3 separate regions of the Hordeum vulgare genome follow, and all the other regions are linked to region 3. Evidence: chromatin contacts called from public Hi-C data. All regions are on one chromosome and are shown on one strand. Each heading gives the region's core, a stretch centred on a gene start, on an enhancer-like site or on the middle of the called end of the contact. The rest is flanking DNA. Distances are from core to core; before and after follow the strand shown. Region 1 holds the start of LOC123426917 (amino acid transporter AVT1I-like). Region 2 holds the start of LOC123426919 (cyclic pyranopterin monophosphate synthase, mitochondrial). Region 3 holds the start of LOC123426916 (ATPase GET3B-like).

The links. Hi-C and Micro-C count contacts between places; a contact is called where the count stands out from the background.
Region 1: a contact with region 3 is called in a Hi-C map of seedling, with 3 times the contacts expected there. The contact joins the promoter of LOC123426917 here to the promoter of LOC123426916 in region 3. A contact is called at or near these places in 2 of 6 Hi-C or Micro-C datasets (leaf and seedling).
Region 2: a contact with region 3 is called in a Hi-C map of seedling, with 4 times the contacts expected there. The contact joins the promoter of LOC123426919 here to the promoter of LOC123426916 in region 3. A contact is called at or near these places in 4 of 6 Hi-C or Micro-C datasets (leaf and seedling).

The regions. Positions count from the first base shown.
Region 1 is chr2H:511,820,629-511,825,294 of MorexV3_pseudomolecules_assembly, forward strand. It overlaps LOC123426917 (amino acid transporter AVT1I-like), which reads left to right and starts at 3,147. Exons shown (of 3, transcript XM_045110826.1): 1 at 3,147-3,513; 2 at 3,641-4,251; 3 at 4,547-4,666. The coding sequence starts at 3,315.
Region 2 is chr2H:511,920,748-511,924,993 of MorexV3_pseudomolecules_assembly, forward strand. It overlaps LOC123426919 (cyclic pyranopterin monophosphate synthase, mitochondrial), which reads left to right and starts at 2,741. Exons shown (of 3, transcript XM_045110828.1): 1 at 2,741-3,002.
Region 3 is chr2H:511,500,343-511,504,706 of MorexV3_pseudomolecules_assembly, forward strand. It overlaps LOC123426916 (ATPase GET3B-like), which reads left to right and starts at 2,553. Exons shown (of 11, transcript XM_045110825.1): 1 at 2,553-2,697; 2 at 3,046-3,254; 3 at 3,344-3,403; 4 at 3,672-3,767; 5 at 4,336-4,364. The coding sequence starts at 2,589. It overlaps TRNAL-CAG (a tRNA gene), which reads right to left and starts at 2,408; the gene lies at 2,328-2,408.

The sequences.
Region 1 (4,666 bases), core at 1,897-4,396, 320 kb after region 3:
ACATGGCTTTGTTGAAAGGCATGATGGCTTTGAGAAACTTGCGTTTGACCCAAGTGTCATCCACATCCTTACTTCCATGATCCTTTAGTGCCACAGCAATAGCAGTCACCCTCCGATAGAGATCACGAGGGTCCTCTTCTTCCTTCATCACAAACTCATCGGCCTGATCAAGTATCACTTCATAGTTGGATCGTTGAATACTTGAGCTTCCCTTATACAACACCATAATATGCTCCCAACAATCCTTGGCCAATGTGAAGGGACGTAAGTGGGGAAGATCTTCAGGTGGCACAGCAGACTGAAGGATAAACAACGCAGAGTGATTATATTGATTGTCTGCATCTTCTCTTGGAGTGAGGTTGCTTGGGTCATGGGGGTAATATCCTTGCTCGATAATTCTCCACAAGTTTGTTGAGCTGTGATTCAAATGAGACTTAATAGAAAATACCCAGTTAGCAAAGTCACCTTTCACAAGTTTAGGAGGAGGACCAACAGGATTAAGACGAGGTGCGAGAACGGGTCCTCCATAAGTCATGGGAGGTGGAACAGAGGCATGTGTTCCAGTCCCATCCTTTTCGTGAGGTGAAGCAGGTTGCATACCTTTAGCCGCTTCCTTAGAGGAGTTGGCCTCCGAATCGGAAATGGTGGGTTTAACCACTAAAGCCGGTTCGGGTGAACTTTTAAGACCATCAATTAATTCCTTAAGCATGGTTTTGACTTCGCTCGTCAAGGACGTCTTGAGGGCTGCCATAGCCGCATTCAAGTCGTCCCTTGTGACCGAAGTCAAGTCCATGCCCTCGGGTTGCCCATGGTTCACTTCCTCTTCGCCTTCCATACTCTTCGGGTGGTTAAACCCTTAATAAAGAGACGTGGCTCTGATACCAATTGAAAGGATCGATATGGTTGGCTAGAGGGGGGGTGAATAGACAACGACCACTTTTTAATTAATCTTAACGAGTTAAGGTAAACACTATACGGGTTCACAAATAATATGACAAAGAGGTGACCCCTATAGAAGCTATCAACAAGACCTATTAAGACAAGTAAGATATAGTCACAAGTAAAAGCAAATACAAAGTAAAGGTTAGAGATAACCACAAGTGGAACCGATGGAGACGAGGATGTGTTACCGAAGTTCCTTCCCTTTGACAGGAAGTACGTCTCCGTTGGAGCGGTGTGGAGGCACAATGCTCCCCAAAAAGCCACTAAGGCCACCGTATTCTCCTCACGCCCTCGCATGATGTAAGGTACCGTGATTCCACTATAGGTGCCCTTGAAGGCGGCGACCGAACCTTTACAAACAAGGTTGGGGCAACTCCACACAAAGCTTGGAGGCTCCCAACAAGACCACGAAGCTTCACCACAATGGAATATGGCTTCGAGGTGACCTCAACCGTCTAGGATGCTCAAACACCCAAGAGTAACAAGATCCGCAAGGGATAGGTGGGGGAATCAACTTTTCTCTTGGTGGAAGTGTGGATCTAGGCCTTCTCAACCAATCCCTAAAGAATCAACAAGTTTGATTGGCTAGGGAGAGAGATCGGGCACTTTTAAGCTTGTGGAGCAACAATGGAGCTTAGAGAGGTAATAGATAAGGTTCCTCAGCTAGAAGAACACTTTATATAGTGGGGGGAAAATTCAGACCGTTTTCCCACTCTCTGCCCGAGATCCAGCGGTACTACCGCTAGGAAGGAGCGGTACTACCGCTGCCTGGCGGTACTACCGCTGGGAGCAGCGGTACTACCGCTGGGGCTTCCAGCGGTACTACCGCTGGCCCTTGGTAGTGCAAAAGCACTACCACCGCCGAGAAAGTCTTCGCAAAAGGGTCCGTCCACGAACTACCGCTAGGTAGGTGGAACAGGGCACCTGGAGCGGTACTACCGTTAACCTGGGGCGGTACTACCGCTAGCCAGCGGTACTACCGCTGACCAGGGGCGGTACTACCGCCTAGCCAGCGGTACTACCGCTGACCAAGGGCGGTACTACCGCCAGCCAGCGGTACTACCGCTGGCTGCAGCGGTACTACCGCTGGCAGTCCAGCGGTACTACCGCTGGGACCAGCGGTACTACCGCTGGGGACCATTTTGCAGAGAAGCTAAGAACAAACCGGCGAGGGCCGCTCCAAAGATAAAGGAAAGGGAGAAAGAGAGGTGTGCGTGTGCAAAGATAGATTCCACCCAAACCTTTCCACTACGAATCCCCTCTTAATAGTACGGCTTTCCTATGACTCAAATAAAGAGAATCTAGGAGGGCGCCGTGCTTCCGTTTCAGAAGAGAGGAGTCGTGTCGTCTTGTGCCGTTGACGAGTGTTGCCTGAAATCTTGACACACACGATTAGTCCTGTACGGTACTGTCATCAATTACCAAAATTACTTAGGCATAAACTATGCCTCAACAGTATCGTACGTGTGATGTAAAATAACATCGTCCTGATATTTTTACAAATAAAATTGGCATCCAAAAAAAAAAACTTATCATCCAAATAGAAAATTGTTGAATATCATAACTGAAGTTGTCATCCTCAAACAACTATGTTTCAATGAAGAGCCCTATCCATCCCAAAATTCTGAACTAAATGTGTATGCGCACAGGGATCAACATTCAGTGGAAAGCTTGCGCCATTCAAAAAGTCTGAATTGAAGGGAGGAAGAAACTCTCCCTTATAAGCTGGTCATGACCTCCTTTCATGGGTGGGGTGGGACTAAATCACAGCAGCCTTAACAAATTATGCATACAAAAAAAGTATGGATTGACTTGCTTTCTACCACATCGTATGACATTTATCAGGATGTAAGAAAAAGCCAAACGAAATATGCGTAGTGTACCTAGGTACGTAAACGGTCGGGAGCAGCCAAGACTACGTTACCCATTGAGGTTTCCTCGGATCCAACTCATAAGACGAGACGTGACATCGTACAAACGGCATCCTTCGGGGATCCTAGGAAAGAAAGAAAAGGGTAAAGGAAACTCTATACTCCAAATCTCCAATCCCCGAAGGGTAAAGCATGCCACATGGCAGATCCAACGCCGCAGATTCCGTGCAGTTTTGCTCTCCGATTTCCCAACTGCATGGGCCGCGCGCGCACAAACAAGAGTCCCCGTGACTCCTCGTCCGCGCCGCACGGAGGAAGAAGCCGAGGTAGGGTTCCCTTTTATACACCTGCGGACCAGGCCGCAGCCGCAGCGCCACATGCTCCTGTGCTCTGCTCTGTGCCTCTGTTCCATCCATCGCGTTCGCGTGCGTGCCCCAGCTGCAGCGGCCGGAGCGAGGCTCGGACTTCGGAGGAGGCGCCGCCTAGAGGTAGTAGGATAAGATGGCCATTGGCGGAGCGGCGCCGCACGACTCGTCTGGCGAGCTACCGGGCTTCGAGCAGCCACTCCTCCACGCGCACGGCGGCCTGCAGGCCGGCAAGGACCCCGCGGCGGCGCACGACCACGAGGCGCAGTGCTCGCCGGATGCCGGCGGCGCGACGTCCCTGCGCACATGCTTCAATGGCCTCAACGCCCTCTCCGGTGAGCCCGGAACTCGAATCTTTCTTTGGTTGCCTCGCCTGCCACGATCTGTGGTCTCTGCAGTACGGTCCGGCCCTTTTCTTGACAGTGTCAGCCAACCCGATGGATTTGGGTTTGGGTTTTTCAGGCGTGGGGCTGCTGTCCATCCCGTACGCGCTGGCGGAGGGCGGGTGGCTCAGCCTGGTGCTGCTCCTCCTCGTCGCCATGGTCTGCTGCTACACCGGCCAGCTCCTGCAGACGTGCATGGGCGCGTCGCCGGACGTGCGCGGCTACCCGGACATCGGCGCGCTAGCCTTCGGGGCCAAGGGCCGCTTCGCCGTCTCGGCCTTCATGTACGCCGAGCTCTACCTCGTCGCCATCGGGTTCTTGATACTGGAGGGGGACAACCTGGACAAGCTGTTCCCGGGCACCAGCCTCAGCCTCGGCGGCGTGCTCGTGCTCTCCGGCAAGCACCTCTTCATCGTGCTCGTCTCCATCGTCATCCTGCCCACCACCTGGCTGAGGAACCTGGGCGTGCTCGCCTACGTGTCGGCCAGCGGCGTGCTCGCGTCCGTCGTGCTGGTCTTCTGCGTGCTCTGGGCCGCGGTGGTCGACGGAGTCGGGTTTCAGGGGAAAGGGACCATGCTCAACGTCAGCGGCCTACCTACTGCGCTCGGCCTCTACACTTTCTGCTACTGCGGCCATGCCATATTCCCGACATTGTGCAATTCCATGAAGGAAAAGGACAAGTTCTCAAAGGTAATCACTAATCAATGAGTGGCCTATCATTTTAATGCCAGCCAAGACATGCATGTTCATTATTGTACTACTCCATTTACCTTCACGTTCTAAACTTCTAATGTGCAATAAATCTGATGCTAAAAACAAAAAGTACAGTAAGTATTAGTTTTGAAACGAAAAAAAAAATTGATACCGTCGAAAAGTGGAACAAACAAACTTGTGACAGTGACCGAACAGGGTTGTATGCAGAAAAAATGTCTCACTTCCCCTGGCTGATGATTTGGCATGTCTCTGTGTTGGAGTGCATTGACAGGTACTGGTCATATGCTTCGTCGCATGCACCCTCAACTACGGATCCATGGCCATATTGGGCTACCTCATGTACGGCGACGACGTTGAGTCTCAGGTGACCCTGAACCTCCCGGAGGGCAAG
Region 2 (4,246 bases), core at 1,491-3,990, 420 kb after region 3:
TCCACTTCATCATCCACAACAGTGCCATCTTCCCTTACCAGTGATTGGATTCTATTCTTACGTCGTCGTTTACTAGCCCGTAAGTGGAAGAATTTTGTATTCTTGTCTCCTGCAGCAAGCCAGGTAATGTGAGATCTTTGTCGCCACATGATCTCCTCTCTTCGGTATAGTTCTGCTAAGCGGTCCTTGATTTTAATCTCCATGCTAGTAGGTCCAGTACGACCAGGATCCGCCTGAAGTTTTGCAAGGTCTACATTTAACCGTTTAATCTCGGTACGGACATTGCCAAAAGTGGTTTTATCCCATCGGCTTAGTCCTTTAGACAAAACATCAAGTTTCGCCTTAAGGCCCTGAACAGCTGTAGCCCCCCGGGCCTTGCCAGTGTTGTTGTACCTCTTCCTGAAAACCATCATGCGCCTCCCACATCACTTCATATCTGAATTGTTTGCTGTGAGACTGTTCATGCAGTTCACCTTCCAATTGAAGCAGGATTGGGTTATGATCCGAAGTCGCTGCCACTCTATGTGACAGCTTCACATGTGGGAAGATGCTACTCCATTCACCATCCGCAAGAGCTCTATCCAAACGAACATGGGTATATGTTCCTCCGGCCACTCTTCTCTCGAAAGTCCAGTTTGGTCCCGAGAAATCGAGGTCATTGAGTCCGCAAACATCAATGGCGTCACGAAATCCATTCACCTGAGTCAAACTGCGGTGGCTCGAACCCTCATACTCATCCAATCGTAAAACCTCATTGAAGTCTCCGATGCATAACCATGGACAAGTGCTTGTAGAGGTCAGGGATCGCATAAGATCCCAAGTTATGCTTCTATCCTCAACTCGAGCTTCACCATAAACCATTGTCAGCCTCCATTGGGGAGCCCCTGGTATTGTGATCAGAGTATCAATGTGATAGTTTGAGTAACCGAAAGTCTCTAGCTTTATTGTATTATTCCAGAAAATACCAATTCCACCACTCCGTCCACAACTACTAATTGCAAAAGAACAGTCAAAATCTAGTGAACTTGCTAAGCTCTCAACTCGGCCCCCAGGAAGCTGAGTCTCCACAACACAAAACACTAGTGGAGTATACTGCCTCACTAGGTTGCGAAGCTCGCGAACTATCTCAGGTCTACCAGCCCCTCGACAGTTCCAACAAAGCACACTCATTGATCCCGGCAGCGCTCCTCGAAAGAGCCCGCCAACTCGCTCTGTGAGTCTGTCTTTTTCAGGGGAGACATCCCCGCTCTATGTTTCTTCCTGTCCCTTGGCGCCACATACTCGTGTGGGGGTGGTGGGACCTTCTCACAGGAAATCACATCCCCTCCCGTTCCAGCTACAGAGTCTGCAGGTGCTGTGGTCGACAAGTCGAGTTTTTTCTTTGCTGCAGAATTTACCATCGGTGGTTGTGCTTCCCCTCCATCCTTTTGTTCATCCGTCCTAGATTTCATGGGACTCTCAGCTGTGTCCTCCATGTTATCATTGTCGCTCAAATCAGCCTCCTGTGAAGAACGTTTTCTGGCTGTATGAGTAGCTCTAGCGTCCCCAGCCGATCTCCTTCCCCTACCCCGGTTCCGAGGAGGGTTTGAGTAGCTAGCTTGCCTATACTGATAGGAGGGTATTGATCTCCTCTTAGCTACCATCCATTGTCCATATTCAATCTCATCAGGGCCATGGACACCATCTCCACACTCTTCCAGGCTATGTCCCATAATGCCACAAACCTCACAGAAGAAACCAATTTTCTCATACTTTACTGGCACCAACATAATCTCCTCCCCACTGATCTTTAGTGGGGTGAACCGAACTAGAGGTTCACCAACCTTTATCTTAGCTCGTACCCTAACATAGTTCCCTTCAAAAACCCTAGCAGGGTTCAACTCTACGCTCTTGACCTGCCCAATTCTTCGTGCTAGCTGGTCGAGTACCCCTTCCCGGCGATAGAGCTCTGGGGTATCATGGATTTGAGCCCACGCATGTGTCCGATCAAGAGCCACCGTATGCGGCTTACCCTTCCCGTCGTATTCCTCCATGACCACCATGAGACCCCTGAAAATCCAAGGGCCTTGGTGCATAACCCTGTTCCAGTCACCGACACAGAAGAGTTGAACAATGAAGAGGTTATCATCCGCCTCTCGGATCAAAGGTTCCTGAGCCAGCCGCCAGATAAACTTCATCGTCGTTTTGAAAGATTCGGCACTGAAAGTTTTGTTTGTGTTCACCTTAGCTACTGCTAACCAGCGACTATCTTCCGTGAATTTGGCGATCTCATCATCCCCCACCATTACTGCATCCAACTCTGATTCCTTAAGTTTCATGTTCTTCATTGCCGACTCCAGATCGATCGGCGCTTTCCCCTTCCTACCCCCCGAAGAAGGCCCCCCCGGGGTTTTAGTCACCGATGAAGAAGTCATGATCGTAGAGTCCAAGCCCCCGATCCGATGGAGAGGCCTGAATCTATGCTAGTGTTGCAGGAGATAGAACCTCAACAACGACGAAGCGCCGTCGGAGTAGATTAAACCCTAAACCCTAGCCGTCGCTAGGGTTAGTCGTTAAGTTATCTTCTCTATTGCATGAAATTGTATAATGGTCTTTGCGAGAGGTATCCATGGTGAACAGGGACGGAGCTACAGGGTGGTCATGGTGGGCCGGCCCATCCTGGGATTTTGCATCATCCCACTATATGCCTATGGATCTCTGGCCCAGAGAAAAAAATATGGCCCGTAACTGGTTGACCTAGGACGAACACAATCCACGTCGAGCAGAACAGCCTCCTCCTTCCGACGACCAGCCGTCGTTCCTCGACCTCGCGGCCTCGCCGGCCGGAGCCCAGCCCGCCTTTCCTTCCCGCCCGCCCGGCCCTCGGCTCCAGCTGCGCGCCGGAGCACCCCCCCCCCCCCTTGGGTGCGTCCCTGACGGCCTGACCCCAGCTGCCCGGTGCCCTGCCTCCGCCCCCCTACAAAGTCGGAAGCTGCTGCCGCTGCTAACTCAATCACCAGCAGGTCTCGCAGCAAATGAGCAACCGAAAACCCCAATTTCTTATTTAGTGTTTACTTTTTTGCACTAGTTTATCCACTATATGAACACACGTAATTTTGCACATTATTTCTGCCTCATTTAGCTTTATTGATAGAAAATAGATTTTCTTACAGAATTGTTGAAGTATGTACTATCTAAACTATTTTATGCAAAACTGAGTTTTGATTGAGAATTTTAGTGTGTTTGCAAGACCATATTAATCTATTTTTATATGCTATTGGTAATTACTTAGAATGTTCACATATCAGATTGCTTATAAAAAAAGATTAGGGCGGACCACCCTGTCGTCAAATGCTAGCTCCGCCACTGATGGTGGGGAATATGAATGCTCCAATTTTATTTCCATAAGCTATATAACATTGTTGTTCTTGGATCAAATGATCCATTTTGTGTGAAGTACATAGCTATGGATTCATTTTATGTTAGCTGTATTAGGTATGGATCCATTTATTTTACTCCCTCCGTTCCTAAATATAAGACTTTTTAGAGATTACATTATAAACTACATACGGATGTACATAGACATATTTTAGTGTATAGATTCACTCATTTTGCTTTGTATGTAGCCTCCTAGTGGAATCTCTACAAGGTCTTATATTTTGGAACGGAGGGAGTAGAAGAGAAGAGATGAGAGAAGGAGGAGGCTGATGTGCCGGCTATCTGGGAGGGACGCTGGCTGTCTTGAGGCTCGCTAGCACAGGAGAGAGCATCTCTCTCTGTCTCTAGCCAAGCGCTCATGAGTTCCACATGTTAGCGACAAGGGGTGGGAATTAGAACATGGGCATTTCAGTTTTCCCATGAGGAGTTGTACATTGCTAGGAAAGAACCCAGTTAAACAATTGAGATGGGGCATTTTAGCAATTACCATATGAACAAAATGACAAATTTGCATCGCATCAGTTTTAGTGCATATGCGATGAGGCTACTCACTATAGAGAAATAATCTACTCTTTCCTTCTTGGGCAGCCAGACATCATTGTTTGAGGAATAGACATACGTAAGTTGGTACTGCGATATTTTCCCATGGGGAAATTATGAACTTTTGGCAGCCAAACACAAATTGGAATTACAGACCAATCCCTATTTCAGAAGCTTTCGAAGTGGGCCCCCAAATTTGCAAAGACTGTTCAATTCCATGAGCAAAATGGACATAGGCGGTTTTAGCTTGAGTGGTGTGTTGGCTCATGAGATCGGAACACAATCATGT
Region 3 (4,364 bases), core at 1,303-3,802:
AAAGATCAGAGGAACAAAAACAACTCGATGCAATAACATAAACTCATCATATCTAAATACTAGGATTTGCAAGGACACAAATGTCTTTAGCTTCACGCCATGACCAAAAAAAGAACTAGAGTAACTTTATTCATACAAAACTAGAGCACCGCTAGACGTTGACAAAGACCAAGAAACTCCTAATGATCGAGGTCCTCCCACCTCTCAGTGCCACGTTGTTGAGATAATAAATACCTTCAACGGTGGCAACTACTCTTCTATCAAGAAGCCATCCTTTTGCGATGAGTGGTATGATTGCCCTCGTAACAAGATTTTTAAAAAAATTGTTAATTTTTTGGTTACAAAATCTCGAAACCATATCCTTATTTTTTTCAGTTCTATCACCTGGTTGTTCCTCTTGCAGACGATGAGTCGCTCTTTGTTCCTACCGTGGACAAAGAGCCTCTTATCGGTCTGGTTTCGCATGAAGAGAAGTTTTCATCCTTATGACGGACAAAGAGAAGTCTTCATCACGAGCCACTCTTCTTTCCAACGAAAAGAGGATGCCCATGTGTAGTGAACAAACAAACTCTTAGACGACCATCCCCACTACACCGTAGCTCCTCAGGCTGAGCCTTTTCGCCACCAGGCCCGCATCAATGAGAAGACCCCATCGAGAAGAACATCAACTTGAACCATACATTTGTGAAGGACAAATTTTGTCGTTCAATCTATACCGACCGATGCATGCCGACATTGCACCGAAAAAATAGGAGAAAAGATAAAAGTGGTGAAAAAGAAGTGACACACCGAGGCTCGAAAGATCTATAAGAACAACAAAGAAATAAGAAGGATGGTGAGCAAGAAGAAGACCAACAATAACAACGGGGCTTAGAAGATACCTACATGTGTGTGTGTGAGAGAGAGAGGGAGGGAGGGAGGGAGAGAGAGAGAGAGAGGAAAACCAAATAACAAAGTGAAAGAGGACGTGATGTTTTTGCAACCGAGCTCAAATGAGCTCAGGTGAACAGTAAGTTCCAAAACTATTATAAAAATGTTCAAAAAATCTGAATTTTTCTGGGTAAACTTTGACAAATGTTCTAAGTGCTTGTAAAATTACATCATGAGATAGCATTTGTGGAAGTCGTGGCAAAAAAAAATCAAAACTCTGAAAATGCTACTTTCAAAAGCATTTTGAAGCACTAATTTTGTTTTTTTGACAACGACTTCAAAAAATGTGATTTCGTACTGAAATTTTGCAAGCTATTAGAACACATTTCAAAGTTTACTATAAAAAAATCAGAATTTTTTAAAAAAAATTTAAACATGTTTTGAATTAACTGTTCGCCCGAGCTCATTTGAGCTCGGGTGTAGAAGTGCACTTTCTAATGGAAGATGCATATGCAAGATGAAAACTTGACCCAAACCTTAGTTAGCGGCAACAGACCATGCACTACTATAATTTTATCCGCACATATCGAAGGAACGTTGGGTGGTTATGTTGGAGATATATCATCTTTGTGTGTTCCTCGTATTTTATGACACTAAGAGAAAAAACATATTAAGAAAGGAATTTGGATAGCACATAAGCTATGAATTTTCAGCAACTCCCAATCTTAAGGCCAATTCTTTCGACGACGTAACAAAATAAGCCACCTCCTGCCCAACTTTCTCCATAAGCCGTTTGCCTCATTTATCAAGGCTTCTAAATTAATTATGAAATAACTAATTTAGAAGACTCAATAAATTAAGAAAGCATTTTTTTCAAGCCATGAAGAGGCAGCTTATTTTTAAAGCTGCCCAAAAGAATTGTCCCTTAGTGATTGAGAGAGAGAGAGGAGGGAAAAGAGAAGGAAAGTGGATAAAAGAGATATAGAATGTCAATGAAGCTTTAATTGCACATATGCAACTATTTGGGTGCTATTCATCTACTTCCTTCATCTCATAATATAAAAAGTTTTTGATATTATAGTGATATAGATATCACTTATTATTCTTATATTATGAGACAAAAGGAATATTACCTATGGAATACAACATGCATACAAGAATTGAATAATCATAACTATAATATAACATGTAGGCATGAGTGATATAGATATCATCGTTGATCATCTTTATGATATAAATAAAAGACTTATTACAATGATTTCTTTTTACCATCCGTACATATTCGACATATTTTATGACACAAAGAGAAAAAAAATGTCAAGAATTGAATAATCATAACTATAATATAACATGTAGGAATGAGTGATATAGATATCATCGTTGATCATTTTTATGATATAAATAAAACACTTATTACAATGAATTTTTTTTACCATTCGTACATAAGAGAAAAAAAATGTCAAGAATGGGATTTGAACCCATGCCCTTTCGGACCAGTACCTGAAACTGGCGCCTTAGACCAACTCGGCCATCTTGACTTTTTGTAAAATAATTTCAAACTTTCAATCATTTTTTCATGCAGTTGCATAGCTGCAAGCTTTCTTTAGATTTCCAATTCGTTCTTTTTTTTCTGAGAGAAAGACTCCCAATTCGTAAAGACCTGAACCCAGTCCCGGTCCCCTCCCCAGCCCGGCCAACCCAAGAGCCCTATAGCCCAAATGGCAGCTCTCCTGAACCCTACGGCTCGGCGCCTCACCCTCGCTGCCTGCCGCCGCCTCTCTACGCCGCCGGCGGTGGAGCCCCTCGTGGCCCACCGGAGCACCCAAGGTTTGCCCTCCTGTCCAACCTCTCCCCCTCGCCTCTCCCACCTCTCATGTAACAAGAATCAAATGAATGAATATTTACTCGCTGCTAGTTGTAGTTCTTGGTCTGTTTGGTTGCTGTCATGTTATGGATATTAGAGTCTGCATGCCAATCAATTTCTCCTTGTGGGATAAATGTTGCGTTGTGTTGTGCGAGCTTGGACAATGCCTGGAATCTGTATCGTACTGATTTCTGAGCCATGATCGGTTGTGACTTCTCTACTGAATTCTAGATTTGATAGCTTAAAACCAGACTGCTGCTCTGAAGCACAAGGGACACGCTAATAGTGCTATTTCTGAATTTTTTTTACAGCAAGATGCAATTCCAGTCTGGTGGAGGTTAATGGCGGATTCGGTGAGATGGTTGCCGGCACACAGAGGTACTACGTGCTTGGAGGCAAAGGTGGTGTTGGGACAACAAGCATGGCGGCATCGCTTGCTATGAAGTTTGCCAACCGTGGTGAACCGACGCTCATAGTTTCTATGCACCCAGCACACTCACTGGGTGATACATTTGAACAAGTATCTGAACTCTTGTATTGTTATGCAAAATGCTAGTGGGATTATTTCTTTAGCCCCTCTTTTGAATGTCTTGCATTTTCTCTTTGTAGGACCTGAGTGGCGGTAATATCGTACCTGTCAATGGAGTTGACTCTCTTTTTGCTGCCGAGGTAGGAGCAGTTGCACTGGAATGGTTTGCAATATCCCGTTCCATCCTTCAGTTTTATCTGGTCGGTGCGCATATCCACCATTAGGTGTCCAATCATAAAACAAAAACCTTTTATGATCCTGGAGGTAGTGAATGTAAGAAGTCGATGTTTTCCATTTCGTAGTTGAAACTGTGTTCTGCCATGCTTGTACACTTCATGAAGTCATGTAGAGGATCCAATTCTGGTCATGCTTGTTCTTTGATGATGGATGGAACTTGTTTCTTTACAGATTGGCCATGTTAATACAAAAGAGGAATCTTCTAATGGTGGATCTTTTATCCGTAATATACTGGACAAGATAGGGCTTGGAGTTCTTGCTGATCCGGTAAACATTACCTTGGAAATCTTATTTTTTTGCTTCCCCATCTTGCATTTTAGTTGATTTCCAGTGTCACAGTTCATTGAGAAATGAGAACATTTGAGTATGTCAGACTAAAGTTGCATGTAATTTCTGTTAGCCATTTTGAGTCCTTTTATTGGCCATCTCCAATTTCCAGTTGAACAATGGCATTGTCAGTAAAGTTCCTTTTTATTTGCAACTACATTGATGCTTAAATCGTATATGCCATAGGCTACATGTATGTTTGTTCTTGCACTGCCATTTTCTTGATTTGCAACACACCTAGATAATGATGTGTCTTGAGTTTGGACTTTGGACACGAGTTGGTTTCATATGCTTATATACCTTATTATGTAGCACACCTACACCATATTTGCATACCACTGGTCAGTTGGCCGACTATTTCACATGCATTTTTTATTCAACATTGTCTGATCAGACAGAGTACCATAAACTTATTTTTTGTTTGCTATTTCTTCGAGAAGAGGCATGCTTTTGTATTAATATCCTACTAGTTAACATTACTTATACCCATGATGTCTGGCCTTTAAAGCTGGGAAAGAATAAGCTGCATGAAATGCT